Regions from separate parts of the Sus scrofa genome. Here region 1 is linked to region 2. Evidence: chromatin contacts called from public HiChIP or PLAC-seq data. All regions are on one chromosome and are shown on one strand. Each heading gives the region's core, a stretch centred on a gene start, on an enhancer-like site or on the middle of the called end of the contact. The rest is flanking DNA. Distances are from core to core; before and after follow the strand shown.

Region 1 (6,707 bases), core at 116-2,615, 150 kb after region 2:
GTATTTTCCCTGTGTCTCATCTTCTAGTCCCTTGCTTAAGGAAACTAAATAGTAGAACATAACAGCTTTGTTCTGTGTGTCAGCAGAGCATTACAAAGCCCCGAAAGAATGTTAAAGCCGTTTCAGAAAACTATTTTTAGGTGCAACACTGCCAGGAAATAAGCTTTCCCTGAGAGATTTTGAGAAGAACAGCACTTGAAGATCAGCAGCTGGAGTAGCAAAACGAGTTATCTTGTATTAACTTTCTGATATTCAAAATTAACAACAAATATTCTTTCTCCAGGTTGAAACTATCCAATGATGAAATCAAACGGGCAATTCTCACCATGGATGAGCAGGAGGATCTGCCCAAGGACATGTTGGAACAGGTGAGCTGCCAGGCAACTCTCAGAGCACAGGTGACCCCAGACTCTCTGGAGGGGTATCCTGGGGAGACTTGGTTGTTGCCAGTAGACCATATCCTTGCCTCAGAATCAAGGAGGTTGAACCAAGGTTCCATGTGGCTCTGTTAGAAGACATTATGACTTGAGTCTCCTGTTTCTCAAAATGATGGGTGAGAAGGATGGTCCCGAGTTTATCAAATGCCTAGGACCCTCGGCGCCAGAATCTGTCTCTCCTGCTGCTGTCACACTTGTTATTCCTTAGCAGGTCTTATAATCTACTAGCTTTGAAGGAAAGCATCTATTTCACAGGATATCGAGACTCTCAGCCCTGTGAGATCACAGAGTGCATTGCATATACTGATTCAGTGCTTAAGCCATGACACAAGTATGTCTTGGTCTTGGCTCACCATTCTCACAACCACAAAAGCCACTGTGAAACCCTTAGCACTGTCATCTTCATCAAAACACTCTCAGGTGTCATAAGGTGGGGGGTAAACTGCTTGGGGCTGGTCTTATCTCTGTGAGTTGTATGAGAAGTGGCAGTCAATTCAAATGCCTTGCCTAGCAAGTATGGGATAGATTTATATGCAATTGGTATACATCCTTGTGCTTGGTATTTGAAGATAATTTGTATTTTTCATGGCCAGGCACCAACCAGTCAGATGTAGTGACCCAGCCTCTTGTCATTTCCATGATACACCCCATGCAGCCCCTCCCACTGTGTCCCGTGTTGTTCAGCAGCTTGGCTGAGTTCTCTCCCGAATGATACTGTTGGTGTTGCACCAGCAGGTAGCCCAGGAGTGTTAGTGATCTCTCACTCTGGGCCTAAGCTTTTCTGTGCTTTGTGGGGACAGTCTCCTAAGTCAGCTTTTCTGTGCTTTGTGGGGACAGTCTCCTAAGTCAATTCTGTCTGCTCAGAAGGCCTCAGTTGCAAGGCAATGGGGCGGGAGGGGATGACTTGTGCAGTGTCACCATAACTCAATGGACCCGCCCCTCCCTGACACCTCTGCCTCCACAGTCATCCTGGGTAAGAACCCTCACACTCAGCCCAGGAAAAACTCTTCCTGTGTCCTTGTATATGGTTTGATTTAGTTCCCAAAATAGGTAATGACTATGTCTCCAAGTCTGTTAGGATGCTCTGTGTATAAATAGCTTAAAAGTATTGCTAAACCTAAAATTCCTTTTTTTGAGCATTTTGCAGCTCCTCTGGCACTCCCCACTCCAGAATACCAGTCAAAACATTGTCTCCGCCCCCAGAGAGTGCAGGCCCTCTGCCCCTCCCCAGCTCCCAGGCAACCCTGCGCTCCACAAGCCTTCACAGGAGCTGCTTCCTCCAGAGTGAGGAACCGGGCAGAAAGCTGCTTTAGTCCCTAGCTTTTCAGCCTCTATCGACAAGGTCGTACGTTTAAAATTCCACATGATCTGTTTACTGTGAGATTGCATCCAGCAAAGTTTCTCCTTGAGGGGAAGGATTTCAAAATCTTGCCAAAAGGGCTTGTAGTACAAATAGAACATACTTCAAATAAATACAAGTAAGAAGATCAGTCTACTGAAGTAGTATCTGGCCAAGTGGGATACTTTTGACCTGGGCTCTCTGGATAGTTCTGCGTGTCTCAGTCTGCTGTCTCCCAAGCTCTTTTTTTTTTTCTTCCTTTTTCTACCCTCCTTCCCCTTTCTTTACTCCGCATTATGATCTGCATTTGAGCCACTTTCATCCCTTCCTCTCCAGCTGCTTTTAGCTGCTGAGTTCAGATCTCAGATGGGATCCATACACTCCTCTTTTTTTTTTTTTAAATGGCCTCACCCATGGCATATGGAAGTTCCTGGGCCGGAGATCAAACCTGAACCACTGCAGTTGGATTCTTAACCCACTGCACTACAGCGGGAACTCCCACACACTCTTCTTGGAAAGCATACCTTTCTCCTCATCCCCAGTGTTCCCCTGACTCTTCATTCCTCTCAAAGCTGCCTATACACCGTCTGTACTACTTGTTCTCGACTCTGCCTTGAGGAGGCCTGGGCCTTGCCCCCGTACTCTTGTAACGAGAAAGAGTTGGTGACTTGTTATCCCGAACAGGGGCCTGTGGGCTCCGGGGGGCAGCTCTGGGGGGTCCCATGAAACTAGAACTGAATTTCCTTGTCCAGGAAAGAAAGGATTGTTCCCAAGAAGGAAACAATCCAAATGGGAAAACAAGCTTTGTCCTCTCTTCCTCCTCCCTTGTCTCGCCTCCTGCTCTGAGGAAGAGTACGATGCTGCCTGTCCCGTCCAGTGTTTCCATCTGACGGGGCTTCGGCTCCGACCCTTCCTTTCTTTCTCCTTGGGGACCCCACCCAGTCAGAGGATCCTACCCCTCTCCCCTCAGTCTCCCACCTCGCCCTCTCTGTATGTCACATGTTCAAGTCCCAGCCCTTCATACATACACACTTCTTAAGGCTACACATCCCTCTCTGCCACTTTTTTTTTTTTTTTTTTTTTTGGTCTTTTTAGGGCAGTACATGCAGCATATGGAGGTTCCCAGGATAGGGGTCTAATGGAGCTGTAGCCGCTGGCCTATGCCTCAGCCACAGCAACACCGATCTGAGCCTTGTCTGTGACCTTCTCCATAGCTCATGGCAACACTGGATTTTAACCCCACCGAGCGAGGCCAGGGATCGAATCTGAGTCCTCATGGATACTAGTCGGGTTCGTTTCCACTGAGCCACAACAGGAACTCCCATTTTCTCCTTTTTGACACAGCAAGTTCTTGAAAAGCTTGTCTGCACTCACCCATTTGCTTTTCCTCACCTTGCTCTAGTCCTTCTTCTTCAAAGCTCTTCTCACTAAGGACACTCACTTTCCTGTTGACAGAGCCAGGGGACACTCTGCAGTCCCTTATCTTCCTCGACTTCTTGGTGGTGCATGACATCAATGCTCACTGGCCCCGTGATGAACCACCTTCTTCTCTTGGTGCTGTAACTCCATGTAGGCCCCTCCATTGCCTCCTGTGAAGGGTCCCCCTCTTGCTTGTCCTTGGCCCGTCAGTGCTGGCTTATCTCCAGCCCTGCCTTTTTTATCTTGATATTCCCCTGGCTGCCTTATATTCATGCATGTTATAACCCACACCAATGCTTTGTCTTCCAGATTTCTGTAGGATTTCAGACCCATTTGTCCACATGCCTACTAGAAATTACTACTTGGTTCTCTTGCCAATATTTCAAACACTAAATTCACTGTCTCCCCACCTACCCTACTCCAGCCTGCTCTTCCTAGGTTTGCTGTTACACTCTCCACATCGTTGCCTAAGCCAGAAGTCTGGACCTCATCTTTTTGACCCTTGTCCACCACAATTCACCCATCAACAAGTCAGGCCAGTTCTATTCAAACCCCGTAAATAGCTCTAGAATCTGCCCACTACCCATTTCAGGCCACCATCAGCTCTCACCTGGATTACTATATCAGCAAGCTAATTTGCAACCCAATACTTTTGATCCTTCCCAATTCTTTCTCTGTTCTGCAGGCAGAGTGATTTTTTTAAAGTGCAAATTCATCCCCTTACTTAAGTTACACACCGGTGCCCTCAAAGTAAAGACTGAACTTCTTAGAAGGCCCTTGCTACTCCCTGACCTGGCCCACTGCCACCCTCCCCCATTGCCATTAGAGCCTCTCTTCCTCCTGCCTAAATGCTTTGCTGCCTGTTCTGGACCCCAGCATGATATGCACTCTACCTGGAATATATTTCCAACCTCACACCATTGCCTTCTTCCCTGTAGTTCCAGTTCTCTTTCCTTGCTGGTGGCACCCTGACTGCCTTTTCTAAGGTCCCCTAGTTAAACAAAATTTTGAAAAACTGCAAAATGAACCATCCAATGCCAGCATTAGTTTTGGAGAGGACCTCAGAATCCAGAGGCTCAGTGTCATTAAAACAAAAAAGTCCAGGGATATTTGCTCAAGAAAATAGCACACAAGCCTGAGCTTTTCCATGCAGATACACGTTTGTGCCTTCAAAGGAAATCAGACACATCCAGAAGTACTTTTTAAGCTCTAAGTATTATTGCTATCTCTTCCACATTTCATGCTCATTTCTTCCTCCAAAAGAAAATACAGCATCAAAAACTTAGATCCCGCTCTGTTACTCTCACCCTACATAAAGGAAAAAAAAAAAAAAAGATAGAATTAGATAAGTCAAAGAAATAAGCAAATTGGAAAATACACATAGAATTACTCATTTCAACATGATGTAATAAAAAAAAAAGCGTAGAACTGGAAGTCAAGAGACCCAGGTTCCATTTCTGAAGATCAAACTCATAATTGCTCTGTAATCCTGGGTTCTCTCTCTGGACCTCAGTTGTATCATCATCTCACAAGAAGGCTGAATCTCCAAGGTCCTCTGTGGTCTGTGTAAAGTGGTTCCTGGTAAAGAACTTCCTGATTCTGATTTGAGAGGCAGTACAGGACAGGTGGGTGCCAGAAATGATCATACACCAGTTTAACTGCTTTCAAGTAAAAATAGAAAGTTTCTTATTGAAATATAATTGACATATATCACTATAAGTTTAAGGTGTTTGGCATAATGGTTTGACTTAAAATTTCAAATGATTTCTGCAGTAAGTTTAGTTAGCAGCCATCATCTCATGGATATGATTTTTAAGGGTAAAAGAAATTTTTTTACTCTTAGCATTTACTCTCTTAATAACTTTCATACCTACCATGCAGCAGTGTCCATTATCACCATTGTGTGGTACATTACATCCTTGGTACTGATGTGTCTCATAACTGGAAGTGTGTACCTTCTGGCCCCCTAAATAGAAAGATTTAATCGCTCCTAGTTTATCTTAATAGTCACCTGTGAGGTGAAGTTACAAATTAAACAAATGTTAAAAATTTCATCCTGGGTCAAGTTAAACACCTCAGGGTGAAACAGTGCGACAAGAATTTAAATTATAAACCTCAGTTTTAATATTTGCATGTCCTTTTTAGCTCTTGAAATTTGTCCCTGAAAAAAGTGACATTGACCTGCTGGAGGAACATAAACATGAACTGGATCGGATGGCCAAGGCTGATAGATTCCTTTTTGAGATGAGCAGGTGAGTTTGAAAATGCATAAAAAGCAAAGATGCCTCTTGCCTTTCTAAGGAAGTTAAACTTTTTGTTTGTTTTGTTTTTGGGGGGCCGCACCTGCAGCACGTGGAGGCTCCCTGGCTAGGGGTCCAATTGGAACTGTCGCGGCCGGCCTATGCCAGAGCCACAGCAACACAGGATCCAAGCCACTTCTGCAGCCTACACCACAGCTCACGGCAATGCCATATCTTTAACCCACTGAGAGAGGCCAGGGATCGAACCCGTAACCTCCTAGTCAGGTTTGTTCCTAGTCAGGTTTGTTTCCGCTGTACCACCACAGGAACTCCAGCAAGTTAAACTTTTGATTCCTGTTGAATTATCCGGGCCAATTAACCTGGCTTAACTTGAAGCCTTTTTAAATTCCAAAATCTTCTCAAGACTAAATTGTATGGAATTTGTTTTGTTTATGTGAGTTCTTGCCCTTGGGTGAGCCAGGGTCAGGGTTTGTTCACAATTACCTCTATTTCTGAGCCTCTTGGCTCATGTACTTTGACCTAATCAAGTCATAACTTTTCCCAGTTCTAGTCAGTGTCATTCTCCTCGCCACTTTGATCACTTAGATTTTAGCTCACTCCACCTTGTACCTCAGGATCTCAAAGTGGTTGTAAAATAGTAAAAGGAAACAAACAAACAAACAAACAAACAAAACAGACTCAGACATAGCAACCTGGAGCCCACATAACTAAACAGCCAGGGTCTGAATGTCCAATCGTGACACAGGCAGACATCACTAATCGATCATGGCACTCTTCCCACCGAGCCTTGGCACGCTGTCTCAGCCCTTCTCCAGAAGGCCCTGCGGCAGCTGCTGCTCCATAATTGAGTTTGGCGTGTGAGCAGAGTTGATTTGCCATCCCAGGCCTAGCAAATTGATTCTGCATTAGACAAGGACCAGTGATCCTGAAACTCTCAGTCAACCCCAAGGCAGAGCTATTCCCTGCCTGCCAAAGGCTTGCACATGTGGCCAAGGTGAACGTGCCTCTCACTCGGCTTTTCTTTTGTACCTAGACTTAACTTCTGTTGTTGTTTCATTTCAGCCTACCATTTTGTATCCTACTGTAGAACAAAGAGTGGTTTTGAAATTTTTTCTTTCTTTTTATGGCCACACCTGCAGCACATGGAAGTTTCCAGGCTAGGGGTCAAGTCGGAGCTGCAACTGAGGCCCATGCCACAGCCACAGAAATGCTGGATCCAAGCTGCATCTGTGACGTATGCCATGGCTCACA
Region 2 (6,217 bases), core at 1,349-3,848:
GGAAATGATTATGGGACTAGACAAGACCTTTCATCAGATCATTCTAGAACAGCAGCTGTCCTTTAAAAAGAAAAGAAAAAAGTAAAGAAATCCTTCGAAATTATAAGCCGAACAGTGTTTTCAATTGTTTATGAGACTATGTAGTCACGGAAAAAGAAATACACACACAATAAATGTCTGTGAATGTGTGTGTGTGTGTGTGTGTGTGTGTGTGTGTGTGTGTGAGAGAGAGAGAGAGAGAGAGAGAGAGAGAGAGAGAGAGAGAGAGAGAGGGAGAGAGGGAGGGAGAGAAGTGTGTTCCCTTCAGTCTCCATAGATGTTGTTAAGCTTCCTCTAGTCCCAGGACCACAGACTGCATTTCTGGTGCTGAAGAGCCATCTTTGTTTCTCCTGGTTACCAATGAAAATAGTGTGCAGGGATAAGCTCAAATCCATCGCACATAGCAAAATGCTTCCAAACGATGCCTATCTTTCAATATTTATTATCTATATTTATATCTATTTAGTAGGAAGAACAGCTTCACATGTGTACATCTGCTCATTTCTGTGCTTGTTATCTATTGTGTATGATGTCCTTTATATATGGACATGTAACATGGCACATCCCTATAATATTAATTGCTACAGAGAATGGAATTTTTTCTTTAGGCAGACTTCATCCTCTCCTTCATTACTGAAGACTCAAGAGAACTTGCTCTAAGGTGATTTATTCTATAAACTTACTCCTCAGAGTGTACCACAATAATATAATATACTTTTATCTGTAAGTCTAAATCCTGACTTATAAAGAATCTCCACATCCAATTGGACTCAATACATTTCAGGCGCACTGATTGTATTTCCCTCTAAAAGCTCTACAAAGTTACAGAACTGGAAGAGCTTTTAGATTCACCCCAGGTCAAGTTTCTTTCTGAATCTTTTCCCACAATGAACTGCAATGCATTAAGTCTACCCATTAGCTAGAATATCACTGATTGTACTCTTGATCTGTTGGCCAATGGAACATTTGTATTGTCTAGGTTCCACTTAAGACAATATTTGAAATGGATGGAATAGCTCAGAACAGGAGAGCAACATTCAAAGTTATCTTCCCTCAGTGGAGAAAAATGTGTCTGGGCTATAAGGAATTGGCTTGTTAAAAGAAAAAGCAGAATTCAGTAGTAAAATCCCTCTCAGCAAACAAAGCCTTTCCTTCTTTCCTGAGATCTTCAACTAGATCCATGAATATTTTTCTCTTGAACCCCAGTTATTGTTGCAGGATGATATGAGAAATAAGAAGACTTTCACCAACAATTAGGTGGAGAGTTGTTTGAAATCTTAATTGTGAACTTTCTTTTCATGAGAGGTAGTCTCTAGAGATTTTGCTTGTAGAAATAAGGGTGTGAGCTGATCCTTATATGTGATTACGACATCGAATGCCATTATAATTTACCTTTACAACTGGAATAACTAGACGTAAAGATTTTTTTTTTCATTTAGAAACACATCAAGAGATTTACCAGTGTTAATTTTTTATAATGTTTGATATTCATTGAATAATGAAAAGTTCCAAGGCAAATTTTTACATATTAAAAATAAAATTTTATTGAAGGTTCAGAATTCTGCTGCACATCTTATCTTTAAATAAACACTTAGGTGTATTAGTATCACAGCAGTTCTTGAACAGCATGATGTTGTTTCGCTTAGGTCATTAAAAAATTTGAAGAGAAAGGTATGCAAGTTGAGAGTGTTGTGTATTTAAAAGTACATGTATACGTATATTTATTTATTAAAACTTTAGGCAAGGATGTTGTCTTCCTGGGAGCCATGAGCGAGCGGGAAGTCTGCTGCAGGGAAGAACAAAAGCATGGCTGCGCGATAGTATTATCTCTGCAGCAGCAGCAGGCTCCCAGACGGAGGGTTGAGGCGACTATCTAGTCTGTTGCACAGCATTTTGATTAGCGACACCCTAGGTTATTCTGTCGGCTCAGGCGACTAAGCTGTTCCCAGAGATCTGGTTGGTCACCCTGACTCCGTTAAATGGGAGAAGGAAAGAGAAGACCGAGAGGTGATTTGTACCAAGTGGGGCACAGGGGCATTTCTGTCCTTCAGGGTCCGCGTCCGCCTTCCTCTGGGTCGTGGGGTAATTCCTCGACTGCGTTTAACCCAATTAATTAGTTGCTACGCCTAGGGGAGGCAGTGAAGGGCTTAATCTTCTCTTTTCGGCCGGGGCCAACGGAACCAGGTTGCTCAGAGCTGCGGGGCTAGTGCGCACTAGTCCCGGACCCCTCTGGTTCCTCGGAGCCCGCATGGGGCCGAGTGGAGGTCAAGTCAAAGAGCACGACCTAAGGATACCACTTCCCCTCCCACCCGCAACCCCTGCTCCCAACCCGCTGCGTCCTCAGCTCAGCTTCTGAACTACCCGGACTAACACTGCAAGGCTGGAGGGCGGGTCGGGGGGGGGCGGGTCGAGGCGGGGGCGGGGTTAGGGGCGTGGACGAAGAGGCCGGGAGTGTGTCGGGAAGTGTAGTTCCAAGAACCCTGGTATCGCACTTACCCGGGCTCTGCCTGTGGAACACGAACTACAACTCCCAGAAGCGACCCGGGAGTCCATGCGCAGTGGGCGCCACATTGTATCCTATCAGGCGAGGAGAGGGTGATGTCACCTGCGAGTTGGTAACCTACGAGCGGCTGTGAAGGAAACTGTTTAAGGGAGCCCATTGTACCCGAAGCTCAGAACCGCCTTTTCAGAATGCTGGGGCTGCTCAGGTAAGGGGGACGTGCCGCGTCGCTCGCTGCACTCATTCATTAAGTGGCACCGCGCGGTGGCGTGGGGTTGGGCTCGCTGTTTCGGGCCCGGCGCTGGGTTCGCGGCGCGCCCTCCCGTTGCCTCCCCGGAGCTCCCGGGCCAGTAGGTAAATATTAAACCCGTCCTTCAGGTTGGGTCTGGGTGGGAACAGGACCTAGACAGCTTCCAGCTGCCAAGCTCGGTTTGGGAAAATGGCTGCAAGCGCGGCACAAAGCAAAGCGAGACTGGAGAAAGGCGCCCCCGAGGACGCGGGTGCCTCCCTTCTTTCTTTCTGAGGCGCTCAGATGCCAAGAGAGCCGGCGGGGTACCACTCGCCGCCTTGCTGCTGACACCCTGGGGCTGGGGCGCTGGGGGTCGTGGCCCCAGCTGGGTGCTGTGGACATTGCTGCTGTCGGGAGCTGCTGCCCGGTGAGGCTCCGGGAGGGGAGAATCCCAAGGCAGGCTAGGTGGACTCAGAGGTGGCGACAGAGGAGGAGAGACTCATTTACTCATCCCAGCAGAACCCCTACCATCCCGGGCACCCTAATCTCAAGACTCATTCGAAAGGGATGAAGTGACTGTAATTTAGGTAAAGTTGGGAGCTAAATATCTCAAACGAGAGACTAGAGGGAAACCGCGTTGCGGAAAGAGCGAGGGGTGTTGTCGGACAGCGGCGAGGGGAGGCTGCGCAGCCTGCTGACTGGTTTCCAAGCGCCGCAGAGCACTCCCGCCTCGCATCCCTCTGGGTAGGGGGCATCTTGATGCCCGTTGCACTGATGGTTCCCTCGACAAATAACACCTGAGCTGGTACGAAGCGTCTGCCTGGAGCGCTGGGCTAGGAGGTGGAAAAGCGGTGCGGAGTGTGGAATAATCTAACGATAAGACTCGCAGTGGGGCAAGAGCGGTGGATAATCGGTTTTCCCAGCTGGTGGTGAAAATCCAAATGCTTGTGATCCTCTTGCTCTCCGACCGGGCACCTGAGCGAGGCCGGTGAAGTCCTCTGGATTTCCCTTTCCCAGCCCCCTTATTCTTTCCCTTACTCACTCATTCATCAAATCTTTGCTAAAGGCTCTGTTCTCAAGTTGCTCACAGCCTGTGGTTGGAGTGTTCTGTCTCTTGCTGCCATGAAATATTTCACTGGGCCCAGAAATAGAATACACTCCAATCCTGGTTCCCCATCTCCCACCCCCCCATCTCCACCTACGCAGGAAAGCGTCAAGAAAGAACGCCACGCGTGGCCGTTTTGCCCTCGTTGAACTGGTAGTTTCTTGAGGCTCGAGAAGGACCTAGTGAATTGAAGCGGAGTTTGCCTGCAAGACAAATCCCGTTGCCATGGCGACTCCTGCCGTCGGAATCTTAACTGCTCCCACTGCTGTTTCAATTCGATGTGGCTCTGCGGGCAGCTGGGAGGGCGTGGCCAGTGGGTGTGGTCAGATGCTCTTCCTGGGCCCAGCTGCTCTCTCCTAGTCACCGGTTTCTCAGCCCAGGGCTCTGAACATTCTCTTGTAAATAGCTTGGACAGAGTTTTTAGACCCCTTTCCCTCTCGCCTACATGTACTTGGTCTCTCCAACCCCCCTCCCCAGAAAAAAACTATTAAGAGCCCTTTTCCTAAGGCAAACTCAGAAAATTGCAGTCGAAAGATCTTTTCCCCCTTTCAGGCTACCTGCATTTTCCTAATAGTGTTGGAGGCAGCGTTCTCAAGGAGGGAATTCTCTGTTACACGTGAAAAGAGCTCCCTGGTCATTAATGAAGGCCCTCAGTTTGCCTTAGATGCAATTCACAGGAGGGTTTTAGGGACAAATAATAACTGACCTTGAGTTCTGGAAGTCACTGCCATCCCTTGTGGTTTTCATGAAATCTAAAAACCTGCCTAGAGGATGCAGGTCCTTGAGAGGTTTAGCATCTGGGAAGCCTGGGTCCTGCACAGGCTTTGTTCTTACTGGCTACCACAGTCTGTCTGGGAAGAGCCCTCTGCTTCTAGGGACCATGGTCTTGGTAATGGGAGAGGGGCACAGAAGTTTTCCTAAAGCTGATTTTAGGTCTAAAATCTTAACTCTAAGAAGGAGTTGTTCATTGTCTTATTTTTCTCAAAAAAATCTAAAGATGAGAATTTAAACCGAACTCCTTTTTTTTTTAACTTAATGAATTTTATTACATTTATAGTTGTACAGCAGTGATCACAACCCAGTTTTATAACATTTCCATCCCAGACTCCCAGCTCATCCCCCCACCGCCCAACCAGTTTCCTTTGGAAACCATAAGTTTTTCAAAGTCTGTGAGTCAGTATCTGTTCTGTAAAGAAGTTCATTGTATCTGTTTTTTAGATTCCACATGTAAGTGATAGCATATGAAGTTGGTGTCTCACTGTCTGACTAATTTCACTTAGCATGATAATTTCTAGGTCATCCATGTTGCTGCAAATGCCATTATTTCTTTCGTTTATATGGCTGAGTAATATTCCATTGTATATATGTACCACATCTTTATCCACTCCTCTGTCGTTGCACATTTAGGTTGTTTCCATGTCTTGGCTATCCTATGTAGTGCTGCAGTGAACATCAGAGTACAGTATCTTTTTGAGTCATTGTTTTCTCTGGATAGATGCCCAGGAGTGGGATTGCTGGATCAAATGGTAGTTCTATGTTTAGATTTTGCAGACTGTCCATACTGTTTTCCATAGTGGCTGCACCAGTTTACATTCCCATCAACAGTGTAATAAGGTTCCCCTTTCTCCACACCCTGTCCAGCATTTATTGCTTTAGACTTTTTGATGGTGGCCATTCTGGCTGGAGTAAGGTGGAATCTCATAGTAGTTTTGATTTGTGTTTCTCTAATAATAATGTTGAACATCTTTTCACATGGTTTTTGGCCATCCATATGTCTTCTATGGAGAATTGTCTGTTTAGATCTTCTGCCATTTTTTTTTGATGGGGTTGTTTGTTTTTTTGGTATTGAGCTGCAGAAGGTGTTTATAAATTTTGGAGATGAATCCCTTGTCAGTTGCTTCATTTGCAAATATTTTCTCCCATTCTGTGGGTTGTCTTTTCATTTTGTTTAGGGTTTCCTTTGCTGTGCAGAAACTCAATTTTAATTAGGTCCCATTTGTTTATTTTTGTTTTTATTGTCATTACTCTAGGAGGTGGATCTGAGAAGATATTGCTGTCGTTTATGTCAGAGAGGGTTCGGCCTGTGTTTTCCTCTAAGAATTTTATAGTAGCTGGTCTTATATTTAGCTTTTCAATTCCTTTTGAGTTTATGTTTGTGTATGGTGTTAGGAAGTGTTCTAATTTCATTCTTTTAGATGTAGCTGTCCAGTTTTCCCAGCACCACTTATTGAAGGGACTGTCTTTTGTCCATTGTATATTCATGCCTCTTTTGTCATAGATTAGTTGACTATAGGTGTGTGGGTTTAATTCTGGGCTTTCTATCCTGTTCCACTGATGTATATTT

The links. HiChIP or PLAC-seq counts read pairs in DNA pulled down with a chosen protein or histone mark.
Region 1: an H3K27ac HiChIP or PLAC-seq map of skeletal muscle shows a contact between it and region 2. The contact joins the enhancer-like site here to the promoter of DAAM1 in region 2. A contact is called at or near these places in 4 of 5 promoter capture datasets (fetal liver, fetal skeletal muscle, liver and 1 more), 5 of 47 Hi-C or Micro-C datasets (alveolar macrophages, brain, embryonic fibroblasts and 2 more) and 2 of 2 datasets of contacts at active chromatin or transcription factors (alveolar macrophages and skeletal muscle).

What each region holds. Positions count from the first base shown.
Region 1 is chr1:188,486,431-188,493,137 of Sscrofa11.1, forward strand. It overlaps DAAM1 (disheveled-associated activator of morphogenesis 1), which reads left to right. Exons shown (of 25, transcript XM_021102694.1): 17 at 284-368; 18 at 5,341-5,447. LOC102167425 (a long non-coding RNA gene) reads right to left here. Exons shown (of 3, transcript XR_002347112.1): 3 at 375-4,503. Among named protein-coding and RNA genes, the nearest start is that of GPR135, 93 kb to the right of the region's middle. Within about 2 kb of position 1,366, at least 30 of the 83 cell types and tissues checked have an H3K27ac peak or open chromatin away from gene starts, as enhancers often do. A contact at or near this core is called in alveolar macrophages, embryonic fibroblasts, fetal skeletal muscle and 2 more, where this site is marked.
Region 2 is chr1:188,332,737-188,338,953 of Sscrofa11.1, forward strand. It overlaps DAAM1 (disheveled-associated activator of morphogenesis 1), which reads left to right and starts at 2,599. Exons shown (of 25, transcript XM_021102694.1): 1 at 2,599-2,747.